3 separate regions of the Mus musculus genome follow, and all the other regions are linked to region 1. The links are chromatin contacts, called in public Hi-C maps. All regions are on one chromosome and are shown on one strand. Each heading gives the region's core, a stretch centred on a gene start, on an enhancer-like site or on the middle of the called end of the contact. The rest is flanking DNA. Distances are from core to core; before and after follow the strand shown.

The links. A called contact is a pair of places that touch in the nucleus more often than the background predicts.
Region 2: a contact with region 1 is called in a Hi-C map of cardiomyocytes, with 1.7 times the contacts expected there. The contact joins the enhancer-like site here to the promoter of Runx1t1 in region 1. A contact is called at or near these places in 3 of 39 promoter capture datasets (the 3T3-L1 cell line, cranial neural crest and embryonic stem cells), 1 of 15 datasets of contacts at CTCF or cohesin (pro-B cells), 6 of 484 Hi-C or Micro-C datasets (the HL-1 cell line, the N1E-115 cell line, cardiomyocytes and 2 more), 5 of 115 datasets of contacts at active chromatin or transcription factors (cardiomyocytes, craniofacial prominence, embryonic basal ganglia and 2 more) and 1 of 9 other capture datasets (embryonic tail).
Region 3: a contact with region 1 is called in a Hi-C map of brain, with 3 times the contacts expected there. The contact joins the enhancer-like site here to the promoter of Runx1t1 in region 1. A contact is called at or near these places in 1 of 15 datasets of contacts at CTCF or cohesin (pro-B cells), 12 of 484 Hi-C or Micro-C datasets (adipose-derived mesenchymal stem cells, brain, cerebellar granule neurons and 4 more), 5 of 115 datasets of contacts at active chromatin or transcription factors (astrocytes, cardiomyocytes, craniofacial prominence and 2 more) and 3 of 9 other capture datasets (embryonic stem cells, embryonic tail and embryonic trunk).

What each region holds. Positions count from the first base shown.
Region 1 is chr4:13,781,995-13,786,320 of GRCm38.p6, forward strand. Runx1t1 (RUNX1 translocation partner 1) reads left to right here and starts at 2,788. Exons shown (of 11, transcript NM_009822.3): 1 at 2,788-3,147. The coding sequence starts at 3,141.
Region 2 is chr4:13,266,414-13,270,835 of GRCm38.p6, forward strand. No RefSeq gene overlaps it. Among named protein-coding and RNA genes, the nearest start is that of Gm46880, 14 kb to the right of the region's middle. Within about 2 kb of position 1,673, at least 9 of the 459 cell types and tissues checked have an H3K27ac peak or open chromatin away from gene starts, as enhancers often do.
Region 3 is chr4:13,246,717-13,251,191 of GRCm38.p6, forward strand. No RefSeq gene overlaps it. Among named protein-coding and RNA genes, the nearest start is that of Gm46880, 34 kb to the right of the region's middle. Within about 2 kb of position 2,000, at least 18 of the 459 cell types and tissues checked have an H3K27ac peak or open chromatin away from gene starts, as enhancers often do. A contact at or near this core is called in brain, cerebellum and forebrain, where this site is marked.

The sequences.
Region 1 (4,326 bases), core at 1,538-4,037:
AAGGAGAGATGTGTGTAGTGTGGTGCTGTTCTACTGTGGAATTGGCACAGAACTGCTGTGCTTTGATGAAGAAGAACCCAGAGTTATCGCCCCAAACCTACTGATTTTTTTTAATGCGTCTAACATTTCATTATTGGCTAAATTCGTTGATTTGCAAAGTAATGATTTAGACAAATGTCTTTCTAAAACTGCCCTTTAAAAAGTAGACTTTCCACTAAGTTAAAAGTCAGGTATTGCTGCACCTTTTTAGAAAAAGCACTTCAGTGGTCATTAAAGTGTTCTGGGTTGTTCTGAATGTATTTTAATTTTATAAAGTCTGTATTGATGGGGACACAGGGCAGGGCTCTGTACTGGAGCAAACTTTCCTAGTACACACTCCGTTTCTCGTTGTTTGCCTATGTAACTGCATTAATCATGCTATTGATTGTCTATTTTTATTATACAGTTTGGATGTTAGAGATCTTGGCTCTTTGTACTCATTTTATTAAAGGGAAAGTTATTTCTGCCTAAGTAACTGTATCTATACATGTCCAGGTTTCCCAGTTCAGGGAGAGATGCCAAATGGGGCTGCAGCTTTGCCTGTCTCTAGGTGAAAGCAAGGGACAGACTCCTTGAGAAAACGCTGAACCAGCCTCAGATGCATGCTCAGCCAGGCCCTTTTTGCAATCAGACTTGAAGGTGAGAATCTCCGGGGATCCAGGTTTTGTTGACGTGGATCAATTTAAAGTGGCAATTACTGTAGTCAGATAACAGCTTAAAAAGCCTTTTTACACATAGAAAAGATACATAATCACACAGCATATGGAAGTTCAATTTTCTGAGCTGTAGTTTCAGGCCTTGGAGTGTACCGATATTAAGACCCAGTTTTGAAACCAGATATCATCCAGTTTTCTTGACGTGTATTGCATTTTGTCATATGACTTTCTATTTTAGAAGTGATTCACCGTGCATATTGATGAAAGGTTGGGTGCCCCACTGTGAAAATGTTTTCTTTCTTCCATAGGTATAGTATTAAAGAAAAAAAAAATTGGTGTGTAGCATTGAATGGCTTTTCAAAACTACTCCTTAAAAAAATGGAAGTCTTCAGATTTAGGATTCTGGATTCCATAAAGGCCCTTATGCCAGCACTTAATTGGTGATCACACTCATGCATGCTATAACAATTTCTGTCACAAGAATGTTTGAGCTTGCTGCTTAACAGAACTGAAATCCATTACACAGAACCTCATTACAAGTGACACCCAACTAAGATGAACAAAAAGATTGCCCTCATAAATAGAGTGTAGTATACTATTCTTGACAGAACAGAGTAATCACTATGAATTGTCGTCTTTTTACAAGTTGTCTCTGACAGAGATGGATTTTTGAGGGGTTCACTGGCTGAAGCAGCCCTTCTCAGGTTCAGCGTTCAGGGGCTGTAGAAGTTCTTACTGATCGATGCTGTTTATCAAAGATGATATATTTTTCGTTTGTGCAAGGTGTGTGTTGTGTGCATGTGCTCTGAAGCCCTCTCAGGCGAAGGGACAGGGAGGCAGTGGGTAGAGGTCAAAATCACTGCCTGTTTTCAGATGGGGTCTGTTAGTAGTTCTTGAAGGCAGCAAGGAGGGGAGAAAAATCAACCTGATGAAAGCTTATGGAAAATGTCGAATAAGCAAAGGACACATGGACCACTGCCAGAATAGCAAGAGTTAAAGGGGCCGGTCCCTCTTCATGGTCACTGAGCTGGCTGGCTGGTCAGTCCTGAGTAGAATTGTTTAGTAGAATTGTGTGTGTCTAGTGGATTGGCTGTACACTGGAAAGGTAGAGAGCCCAAGGGCTTGACCACCATGTGAGCCCTGTTGTTAAAACAAACAATCAAACACAGACCCAGAGAAGAGTTCCCAAGTGTTAAATTGTGAAGAAGAGTTTTAGAAGAGAATAATGTTTTCCTTCTGCCTGGCATCTTTGTGTGTTTAGAAACAGGCGGGCAAGGCAGGCAGGCAGGCAGGCTTGTGTTTCTCCTATGAGGCAAGGATGTTTTACAAAGGACTGAAGACACACTGCTGGGAAGGAAATAGGCAGCTTTAGATAAAGCACTGTAACAAAGGCTCCCAGTTTTATATATCATGGTGTCCATTAAAGCTTAATAGGGAAGAGTCCATTGAACCAGGCTGGGTATGTGTTATTCACAGTCAGGAGAAACATTTAAGGGTGTCTCCCCCCCCAGCCCCCCTTGCACCCCCCCCCCCAGCACCCCTTCCCAAAAAGGCATGATTGTTTAGCTTTTGAAAAGGCATTACAATGAAGAGTTTGTTTTTGTCTCCTGTGGATCTCTATGTAAAGTAGAGGAAAGTAAGCTGAAAGTGTTTGGAGCAAATCAACCTGGGAGCCCAGTGGATTGAAAGCACTGTAGTGAACTAAAAACGGTTAGATTCTGCCTCAGAAAAAAAGTGTTCTGTTTGACCCACGCTACTGGGAAGCTGGAAGTGTTCTGCTCATACTTTGTGCTGGGCGATGAACTGGCACAGCCCGGTCTTACAAGAGGTTTTTAGGTTGTTTGGGGTTTCCAGATCAATAAAAAAAGCTTTGTGGTCTGTGCCCTTGTTTGTTTTAAACCAAACTTCCCAGTAATGCCTGTTAAAATTAGAAGATGAAGGACAGCTTTCAGTGTGAGTTGGGGTCAGGTCAACATTGCCATCTTTTGGCAAAATAAGGGTTAACTTGGAGCTGGGAAGGGGTGGTGATAGTGAATGAATTATTCAGCATTTAGCTTATCTTTCTGCATTTCACTTTCTGCTTTTTGGTGCTCTGGAACTGGGGCAGGAGGAAGAGTGGAGAAAGGGAGACAGGAGTTGTGATACTTTGTACACACGTCCCTGTCATTGTTCTGCCTGAAGAGACAGGGCTGGGTTCAAGGCCACATGTGTTCCTGTCATCCTGCACATTTCTGCTCCAAGTGCAATCCGGAGTGTCAGCTCTCCATCTGTCTCTGCCTGGCAGGCGCACGCGCCCAGCACCCTGCCTCGGGCCATGCCGCCCCAGCCCCTCTGATGGCCCTCCTCTCCACCGCCCCGCACATTCCAGAACAGGAGGCATGAGCCCGCATCGCGCTCCCTCTTAACACAGAGTTGCTTTCAGTGTGTTACACGCTGGATTCCGGGATGCCTGGTGAGTGAGTCCTCTTTTCTTGCAAGGAAGGAAGCTTTACTTTCTGTAACGCGTGGAAAATGCCGACTGCACCACGACTGCTGTACTGGATGAGGGCAGGGAGAGGCTGTGGGGTGATAGAGGTGTGATTGGGAGGTGACACAAAGAAAGCTGGATTTAGGGGTGTAGGATATGGGGAGATACTCCTTTGAAACTGAGGGGAAGGAAGCCGTGGATGTTTGCCTGAGCAGTTTACACAGGGGATTAGCTCCACTGAGAAGTGTTTTCTGTTCTGGGTCTCTGGACTATCATCTGTACTTCTTTGCTGGTTATTTGCCTGTGGAGAGAGTTTTTAGATTATGGTAGAATTCTTGGAGAACGTCTTTGAAGAGCTGTTTATGTCAAAGAAAATGAAGGCAGCTTTGGCACTAGAAGGAATTTCTCGCTCTAAATCATAGTCCTTAGATGTTATCATGTAAGTAATTGAAATCGGGTCATTTAGAAGAAGTATGCTGAATTAGTGACATTCCTGTGTCCCTGGAAATTTAGTGTATGACAATTCTCCAGAAAAATATTATCTTTGGAAACTGAAGTGTTTCTGTGATTGCTGCCAGGGAAAACTGTGTTTGTGAAGCCTGCTGCAGGAGAAGGGCTGTCTCTGCTGCTCTCCAGAACTCTCTAAATTGTCCTGTGCCGAATGCAGAGCAGATAAAGGCAGGGCACACAGAGATCCTCCAGCTGGCTGGCGCATGCAGATTATTTGGGTAGGGCAGGCAGAAGAGGCCGTGCTTGGTCAGAGTTTGCACACCTCCCAGATGGTGTTTTGAAACATTATCTGCCAGCTTTCTGAAACCACAGTTGTGTGTAGGTATCGCCAGTTGTTTGAAGAGTGTTTTCCCTTTAGGATACGTCTTGGAGTCTGCTCTCCTCGTTATTGATATGTGTGCAGAAAGGACAAGTTTGCCCAGGATTGCACTTCCGTTGCTGTTGTTCAGGGGACTAGCAATGCATAGAAGCTGAAATATGGGGAAATTCAATTACCAAAAAAGATAATAACTGAGGTCTTAGAAAGGTCATTTTAACTCTTTAAGCTCTCAGCTTGATTTATATGCAATATGTAACTGAGGAAGAAATGTGCCCTTATTATATAATATAGAACTGGTGAAGAAGTGCTTGTATTTTATTTGTTTGTTTGTTGTT
Region 2 (4,422 bases), core at 423-2,922, 520 kb before region 1:
GGAATAAATGATGTAAGTCAAGAGTCAAAGAAGGGCCCTCTTCCAGAATCTCAAGTGACCATTGTTCACACAAATCAGGAAGAGGAAACTGCTGAAGAAACAAGGAAAGAAAATGATCTAGTTTCAGAAGATGAGACTGGAGTTGGCAGGGAGATGGGAGGGCAGGGAGATGCCAGGTGGTCACCTAGCAACTGCCAAGAGACTCATTATGTCACAGTCTCATCATTAATTTACTAAGTACTTACAAGTTGCTAATGTGCAATGAGTACACTCTTCTCACCATCTGGGGAAGAATGCTGGAATAACAGTTAACAATACACTGTAGGTCAGTGAGGCTGAGTTTAAACCCCAGCCTTATCTGTTGCTTTGTGTGACCAGTTTCAACTTATTACATCACTTCAAACCTCTATGTGCCCACCTGGAAAAGGGATATAGCAACGATAGCTACTTACTTGTATAAACAGAGTCTTTTTTTATTGTGGATTTATCTTTAAAAGTGTGTCAATCTAAGCATCTGTCATTCATTTTCCAGAAAGCCTTATAGCCCATATGTGTCTGATATAAATACTAGATACATGCATACATGCATACATACATGAATACATGCATACATGCATACATGCATACATACATGCATGCATACAAGCTGCAGAATGAGGTAGTTCTCACCTGTTCAGCACTTGGAGGCTGAGGCAAGATGTTTGCCCCAAAGAAGAGGCTAGCCTTTTCTCAAAAATTACACATACCCACATACACATAAATGGTTTGTTTATTTATTTTAAAAACAAAGATGGTTCAATAAAATTAAAATAAACTCCCAGAATACGTAAAGTTTACAAGTTTTCCCTTCAAGAATCAGGAAGTCCTTTGCAAGGATTCTGCTTGTTTACAAAGAGCTGTTTTCTGAAACTGACAAGTTATAGTCGACGCATTGTCTGCTATAGAATGGAGGGAATATAATTTTTTTCCTTGTACCTGATATTATAGATTCATCAATGATCTAGCAATCTAGTGGAAAGCGGCCTACAAATGTCTTAGGAAGAAGAAATATGTGGCCATTTCTGCCTGTGGCATTCAAGAGTTATGATTTTTGAAGGTTTCTGTCTTAGGGACTAGAAAGACTAAAGATTTGGACTCATGTCTCATTCCACAGTACACACACATAAATAAATCCATCTCTGCCTGCCTGGCAGATCTGGTAACCGCCTAGCTCCCTGCCTAGTTGGTGGTTAGCTCATGATCTGAGAAAATAATCTTACTGGAGCTAAAACAAAAACCCACCTCTCCATTTTCTGCTCTTTTGTTTTAATTGTTTTCATTCTGAATTTTAAAGTTTCTTTTTTTTTTCTTTTTCTCTCTTTCATTAACTTTCTCTGTGAAGTCCCTGTACTTTTGGTCATTATTTGTGGAGTCTCACAAAGACCCTGTGTAACACGGCCCCATGTCACTTCACACAGAACATTTCCCTGTGCTCTTGCCGCTTCCTGTCCTCCCAAGCAGGCCTGGCTATGAGCCCAGACACAGGTACATGTGGCACACTGGCTCTCTGCCTCTTCCTTTTATGACCCAGCTGATCATTTAATGTGTTGAGGGTCAAAGTGCTCAAGACACACTATGGAACACAAAAACCTATTCTGTGGTAAGTAACCCCAATGAACCTACACATACCGAACAGGACAGTGTCTAATGTCTGCAGGGCCCTGGTGTTTATGCTGAAAGAGACTTTTCAGATCTCTCCCATCTACCTCACTTGGCAAACAAAGAAGCTGAACTCTAAGGAAAGGAAGGGCCTGACAGGGGTTGTAGATAAGGGTTATTTATGCCCTTTAAATGTAAATTTGGGGCTTAAAATACCAATTTGAGACAAAACAGACTTTTTAAAAGGACAGGGAACAAGAAGAAATCAGGAAAATTCAGACGCTGAAGACTTAGATCAGGAAGATATTAGGAATACATTGTGCTGGGATTGGAAGAAGCTTAGGAAACAAGAGCGCAGTGTATTGAGAGAGAAAATTCATTAGAGAAGAATACTAAGCTGGAGATAGCAGTTCAGGAAAGGGAACTGAGATCAGAAACTGTGTAGAGAGAACTTCAGAAAGCCAGGATAAAGGAAATTTCTAGGAATAAGCAAGAGAAAGCACAAGAGGGAAAGTCAGTGATAAAGATGGCTTCCATGGAATGAAGTCGAGCAAAATATTGGAAATGGTTGATCTTTCCTTAAGTCAGTCAGAGGAATTCAAAGCAGGACATTACTTCCTGCAGAATTGGTGGAGAGTTGGCCTTAATCTCACTCCTTTACCCAAATGAGATTACTATAGATTTATGGTCCTGAATCCTGCAAGCCATGTGAAACCCATGTCTCCACACTCCAGGATAAAGAAATTTTACATCCTAAAGAATTGGCTAAGCATATTCCAAAGATGATGCTTGTCAACTGGACTGTTTGTGAATGTTGGTTGGTAAAGATCATGTCTGTCTGTTGGACTGTTTGTAACGTTGGTTGGTTTGTTTGTTTTGCTGTGTTTCCATTACTTCTGGTTATTTGGAATTGGCAGTTTTTATGAGACATTTGAGATTCAATTGTTCTGGATGGGCCTGGTGCTGTTCTTGTGAACTAATCCACTAATGAATAAAAGAGCCAATCACTGGGCTAGTAGGCGGGACTTCCGGGTTGGATGGAGGAAGAGAGGAAGCAGGAGCCAGTCAGGTCTCTTTTTGGACAGCTTGAGGGTAAGATGTAACTGCTAGAGTTTCCCAGTATCACGGCAGATCCGAAAGGATTCACCACCGAAGGAATCAGATTTTTTTTTTATTAGATATTTTCGGGTTTTTGTTTTGTTTTGTTTTGTTTTGTTTTTGTTTTTTGAGACAGGGTTTCTCTGTGTAGCCCTGGCTGTCCTGGAACTCACTCTGTAGACCAGGCTGGCCTCGAACTCAGAGATCCACTTGCCTCTGCCTCCCAAGTGCTGGGATTAAAGGCGTGCGCCATCATGCTAGCTAGATAGTTTCTTTATTTACATTTTAAATGCTATCCCGAAAGTTCCCTATACCCTCCCCACGCCCTGCTCCCCTACCCACCCACCCCCACTTCTTGGCTCTGGCATTCCCCTGTACTGGGGCATATAAAGTTTGCAAGACCTAGGGGGCTTTCTTCCCAATGATGGCCGACTAGGCCATCTTCTGCTACACAGGCAGCTAGAGACATGAGCTCTAGGGGTACTGGTTAGTTCATATTGTTGTTCCACCTATAGGGTTGCAGACCCCTTCTGCTCTGAATCAGATTTTAATAAGGCCTACAAGATGAGGTTTTAGTTGTTGCATCCAGAGATTGAATTCCCATTATTTCTGAACTTAGTTTGTGTTGCGTTTTCCTTCACACTACAGCTCGTCTGGGTTCAAGAGAGAAAGGTATGGCTGCAGATGTGCACCCCCCAAAAAAATGAGGCATTGGGACTGGAGTGTAAAGACCTGAGAGTGGGAACTTAGCGAGCTAGGTGGAGAGATTATGGAGTTCTGAGTCAGAGCCTCCACAAGATAAAAACAAGTTGGCCATTGCCAGCCAGTGCATGGTAGGCCAGGCTGCTGTGGCAGAGGCACAAGTGGGAGAGCGTGACAGATCAATTTTTAAAAAAAAATATTTCCCGCAACTATCAATCATGTTGACTAGTGCTCACTTTAGAAAAGGCCACAGAGTGAAAACAAAAGTAAAGATGGGTGGTCCAAATCTACTTCTAAACAAAAGTAAGGATGGGTGGTCCAAATCTACTTCTCATGATAACTAGTGGCCATGGCAACTCCAAGCCCATGGCAATAATGCTGATCTCCATTCTGTTTCCCATGATGCATGAGTACTGATGGAAACGTTCAGAAATCCGTTATGTTTTTCATTGTTGCATGGTTATAAAACCCTCTCAAGGGTAAGGCATGCTATGAAACACATGTTTATTATCATGAAAATATTCAATAACTATTTACGGAACCCTGACTTAAAATAGAAGGCCATAAAATACACGAAAATACTTAAGTAAAAGTGGTTAAATTTACAATCTCTGGTTTGATTTATACATTTCTAGCAATACATAGCAAACAGCAGTTATTTAGAGTGTAGAACTTGCTCTTGTTTTGCTTCAAAGCTTTAGGAAATTTTGGTTGTATTTTGGTCACCAGGTAGGTGAGGTTGCTAACTGAATTCCTTAGTTCAAATGGAAAGCGGGGACTGAAATGAAGTGATTTTAAAAAAATAAAATAGTATCATACAAACTACAGACATAAATAGTAATTTTAAAAAAATGTTATCCATACTAACTATGGTTTATTTCTACCTAAAGTCAGCAAAACAAGGGGTAAAAAAATAAATGAGAGTTAAGATGAATTATTCAGATCTACCAAGTGTCACTCAAGCTGTTCTGTTTTGAAGATTCG
Region 3 (4,475 bases), core at 750-3,249, 540 kb before region 1:
TTTTAAACTTATAGACATTGAATCTTTAAGCAATTTATGCTGTCTTATCAGATTAACAATGAGCCAAGCAGCATTCTCCTTAAGAATGTGAAACAGAATAGTGACAGCATTATTTAAACAAAGGGGGGAAAACATCATTTGATCATTTGTTTTGTTGCTTCAGACATCATAGCTACTGATTCTATAAAAACAAAGAACCTATGAATCAATGAGGCACGGCATCCTTTCATTAATGACTTAACCCTTTCTATTATAGGTAAATCAGACAAACAGACAAAAAATAGTGATAAGTCGAGTAATTTGGACCACAGACTATGATGATTAAAAACCTCCAAATCTATTTCTTACAATAGATTTTGTTTTAAGAGCCCAAATAGACTAAATGATATACCAAGCCTTTCATCTTCCTTCTGCCAATTCTTTCTCTGCTGTCTTCCCATCCCTACTAAAGAAATCTCTGCTGATCTTTTCATGCAAGATGCAGCTATGTGCTCCTTCTTGCATAAACATTTGCAATTCACTAAGGAGGATGTACGATGCACCTTGCATGCTTATCAAGCGCCGTGAGAACTTTATAGATTACTGCCTGCCTCAGGATTCTGGTTCCCTGGTGCTTATGCATAAGCAATGGATTTATGCAAACACTGTAACATTTCCAAACAGACTGTGACATGAGTTGTTCCTAGTTCATATAAGGTTCAGATACACAGCCTATTTTACGTTAGTGCTAGATCAAGTCATCTCATGGAGTTTAAATGTATCATTTCAACTTATAATGTTGTCAGTATAAAATGTCATAATGTGGTACTCAATTTGAACAGTAAAATGGATACTAATCTCAGGCTTCCGCACATTGCTGTGGTGGAACTGAACAATGGGAAGCAGCCTCTGTCTGTCTGGCAGTCGCTGCATCCAGTATCTGTGCATATGTGGGAAACCTCTTGTTATATACAGTCTACTTATTCCCTGTGATCTAGAGGGCTTATAAAGCCCCGGCGGTATAATACGCATTATGACTGAAATTGGATAATATGTGTAGTGGGGGGGGCTTACCAAGAACAACATCATTGAATTATAATGATAACATGCCTATTTACATAATGATAATGCACATATTAACTGCCAAACATGTTTGCTTTGCATTAGTGTTTATAGAAGGGCATAGGGAATTTAAAAATTATGAAAGGGTGTTTTTCTAGTTTCCATTAGTATAGTAGAGAGATTATTGAAGAAAGAAAATGGAAAAAAACTCATACTTCTGTGAGTGACATTAATGAAGCCTGCTCTTTGTTTGATTCGTGTGTTTTATGAGTTCAAGCAGGCATGTACAAAATGCACCCTGCTCTTTGATTTATTTTTCCTAATTCTGGGACATGCTGTCCCCTTAAAACAAGTAAAAACTCTTGCGTGGATTTGTTTTATTTATTTTTTTGGCAGCCAGCATCAAAAATGAAACACGAACAAATCATCCCTGTTGCTAGCATGTCCTCCTCACAAACCGTTTCTTGAGGAAGCCTCCATTGGAATCTCTTACCCTGAGATGGGAAAAGCTACATATCCCAAACTGTGAATTTTATTTGTATGTCGACAAAAAGCCAAAAGTTGGGAGATGTTATTTTGTGAGCTGTCATATGTTTCCTGAACTTTTTAGAATAGAAGGGAGCCATGGCAGGGCCCTTTCCCTCGCTCCTGTAACAAAGGCATGTCCCAGTTTATTTAAAAAAAAAAAAAATCATACACAACAATGCTGCTTGCCAGGTTTCAGAGTCCTAATGAAAATTTGGTCCAGAGCACAAAAATTTTCTGGAAAAATGCCTGAAATTTCCCTGTCGCAGATGTTTCGACAGAAGGTGCTTGCATGCCATTCGTTAATACTGCGCCATACGGGACTCAGTGTGGCCACCGCAATATAACCAGTAAGTAACACACGCAGCGTGCACACAGCTCCGCCAAAGTCCCCGTCTGTTGTGTGGGACTCGTATCCCATGGATTGAGACGTACCTTGATGAAACTGCATTGTCATGGAATGATAATATTTGCAGATCACCATGCACAGAAGCACACTATGGAGAACGTGGGAGGTCCGTTGGCTTCAGCGCACTTTTTGGCAGAGGAACTGACGAGCTGAGCTTGCATTTGATTCTTAGTGTTTGTGGTCCTCTTCGCCTCCCCCGCCCCTCATCTGCCAAACTACAGGAATAACTCTGTGCATAGAAAATTGCTTACCGGAGAATTTTTTTTGGGGGGGGGGGTGGTGGTGATATAAATAAAAGGTCACTTGGAAGTTGTTCATAGGTGTGGAAGGCACATATAGTCTGCTTTTGTTTGTTAATGAGTTCCAAAAATAGAGAAGTGACTTCCTGTCCATTCTCTTTGAAGAATTCCTTTATAGTGGAGGAAGCCCATCAACTTCAGAGACACATCTCTAGTCCTGCTCACTCACATAGATTTTCCTGAGAATCTAGAGAATTCTTGCTGGATAAGACTATCTGCAACAGAGCTTTCACTCATTTTGAGCAGCAGACTCGCTGCTATGAATATTCCATAGACAAACATGGCTGCTGTGTCATAGAAATGATTACCTGTAATGTTTGCCACTTAGAGAGAGGACACTGTCAGAAGGTGTGGAAGACTCATCCTCCAGCAGGACTTGGCAACCCCCAGTTGCAGAAGAGATGCATACACAGTCAGTATTGTTTTGGTCATTTAAGGAATTACAATATACCAAGGTTTATGTAGCTTCATATTAGTGCTTTTACTTTCTCCAATATCTCAGAAAGCCTTAGAAACCAAGAGTGACCAAAGCACTTGCTAATTTATCATGGCCTTTAAAACAATGCTGGGATTAAGATACTTCCTTTATTTTATAATTGTTTCGTGGGAAAGATGTTTACAAATAATTTCTTTCAAGATTGTCTTTCTCTTTATATATTTTACTACTACATGTTAATTCCATTGGCTAATAGGTCTCATCTTTGAGTAATTGGAAATGCATATATAACTGCTTTGTTTATTTTAACAAACTGAAATTAGTGTCTTCATAAATGAGAAAGATTTAGTAGTCAACTGAAGTTATTAAGATGCCTTAGATTTTTTCTTCTTTTAACAGAGATTTTGATAATAACACTAAGGTTTTGTTTCTTTTTTCCAAAACAGACTGAGAAAAGGAATTATTCTTCCAGTCACTTTTCTTAAATAGAAGAAAATATTGCTTATTGTTAGTGATTAAAATGGTTCTTTCCTTATTGTGTTCATAATATAAAAATACTTTCTATATATTATCTCTCATAATCTTTCCAACAATATATGAATACCTTTCTCAATTATCAGTAAAAATCTGAGGCTCCATATTACTAAGAAACTTGTCTAGAAGAATACATTTGATTTATTTTATGTAGTTCTTTGATGTAGGCTCTCTAACTCAAATTTTGGGCTCCTTTTATTGCCATATACAGTGATTCAAGTAAACTCCAAAATTAATTAATATAAAGCATAACCAATCAGCAGCTCTTGAACACAAAATCAGTGATTCTCCTGAGTCTTCTCAAATGACATTATAAAAATTTAGTGTCATTAACTTTTGGGGAACATTGGATGTTGTTGTCTGAACTATCTAGAACATTAATATAATATATAGAAGTACATTTATAAAACATTGATTATTTTTATAAAGTACATTTATAAAAACTGTTCACTAAATTATTTCACTATTATACATTTAAGTATATGCTTTTCCATATTTGTATATATATTTTGTAAATTATTTTTTTCCTAACGAAGTCTCACGTAGCCAAGGCTTCCCTTCAGCTCACTGTGTAGCCAGGACTGATCTTGAAGTTTTGATTCTCTTGTCTTTTTGTCCAGAGTGCAGTATTCCAGCTGGGCACCATGATACCTGCTTTCATCCATGATGGACATTAAACCCTGGGCTTTGCACATGCTCCAAGGACTCTATTCACTGAATTATATTCCCAGCATTTAAACAATATTGATATCAATGAAGTATACAAGTCTTCTGAATTTGAGTTAAGCCCAGAACTTACAAGAGTTTGCTTTTCACTTGACTAAACAGAAGTAAATTAAGAAAACAACTGAAATGTTGACTTGAGTCACAAAAATCTGCCCCCTGGGCTCATACAGCTGTTTCTCTTATATAGACTCATGTATGTGTTTACCTCTTTTAAAGGTAAGAAAAGTGTTTGGGGGTTATTTTGGCTTTGTGTGTCTTTTGATTTATTTTTGTTGTTTGTTTTTTGTTGTTGTTTTGTTTTGTTTTTAAACCATAAACTTATGTTCATTTGAAAATTGCCCAAGCTGAACATGGTGGCTTATACCTATAGTATCAATAGGTGAAAGGCTAAGAATGCCAGGTTAATTTGGGCTATAGACTGAGACCCTATGTGAAGACAGTAAGAGAAAAGATAGGAGAAAGAGGGAAGGAGGAAGGAAAGAAGGAAGGAAAAGGCTTCCGATCA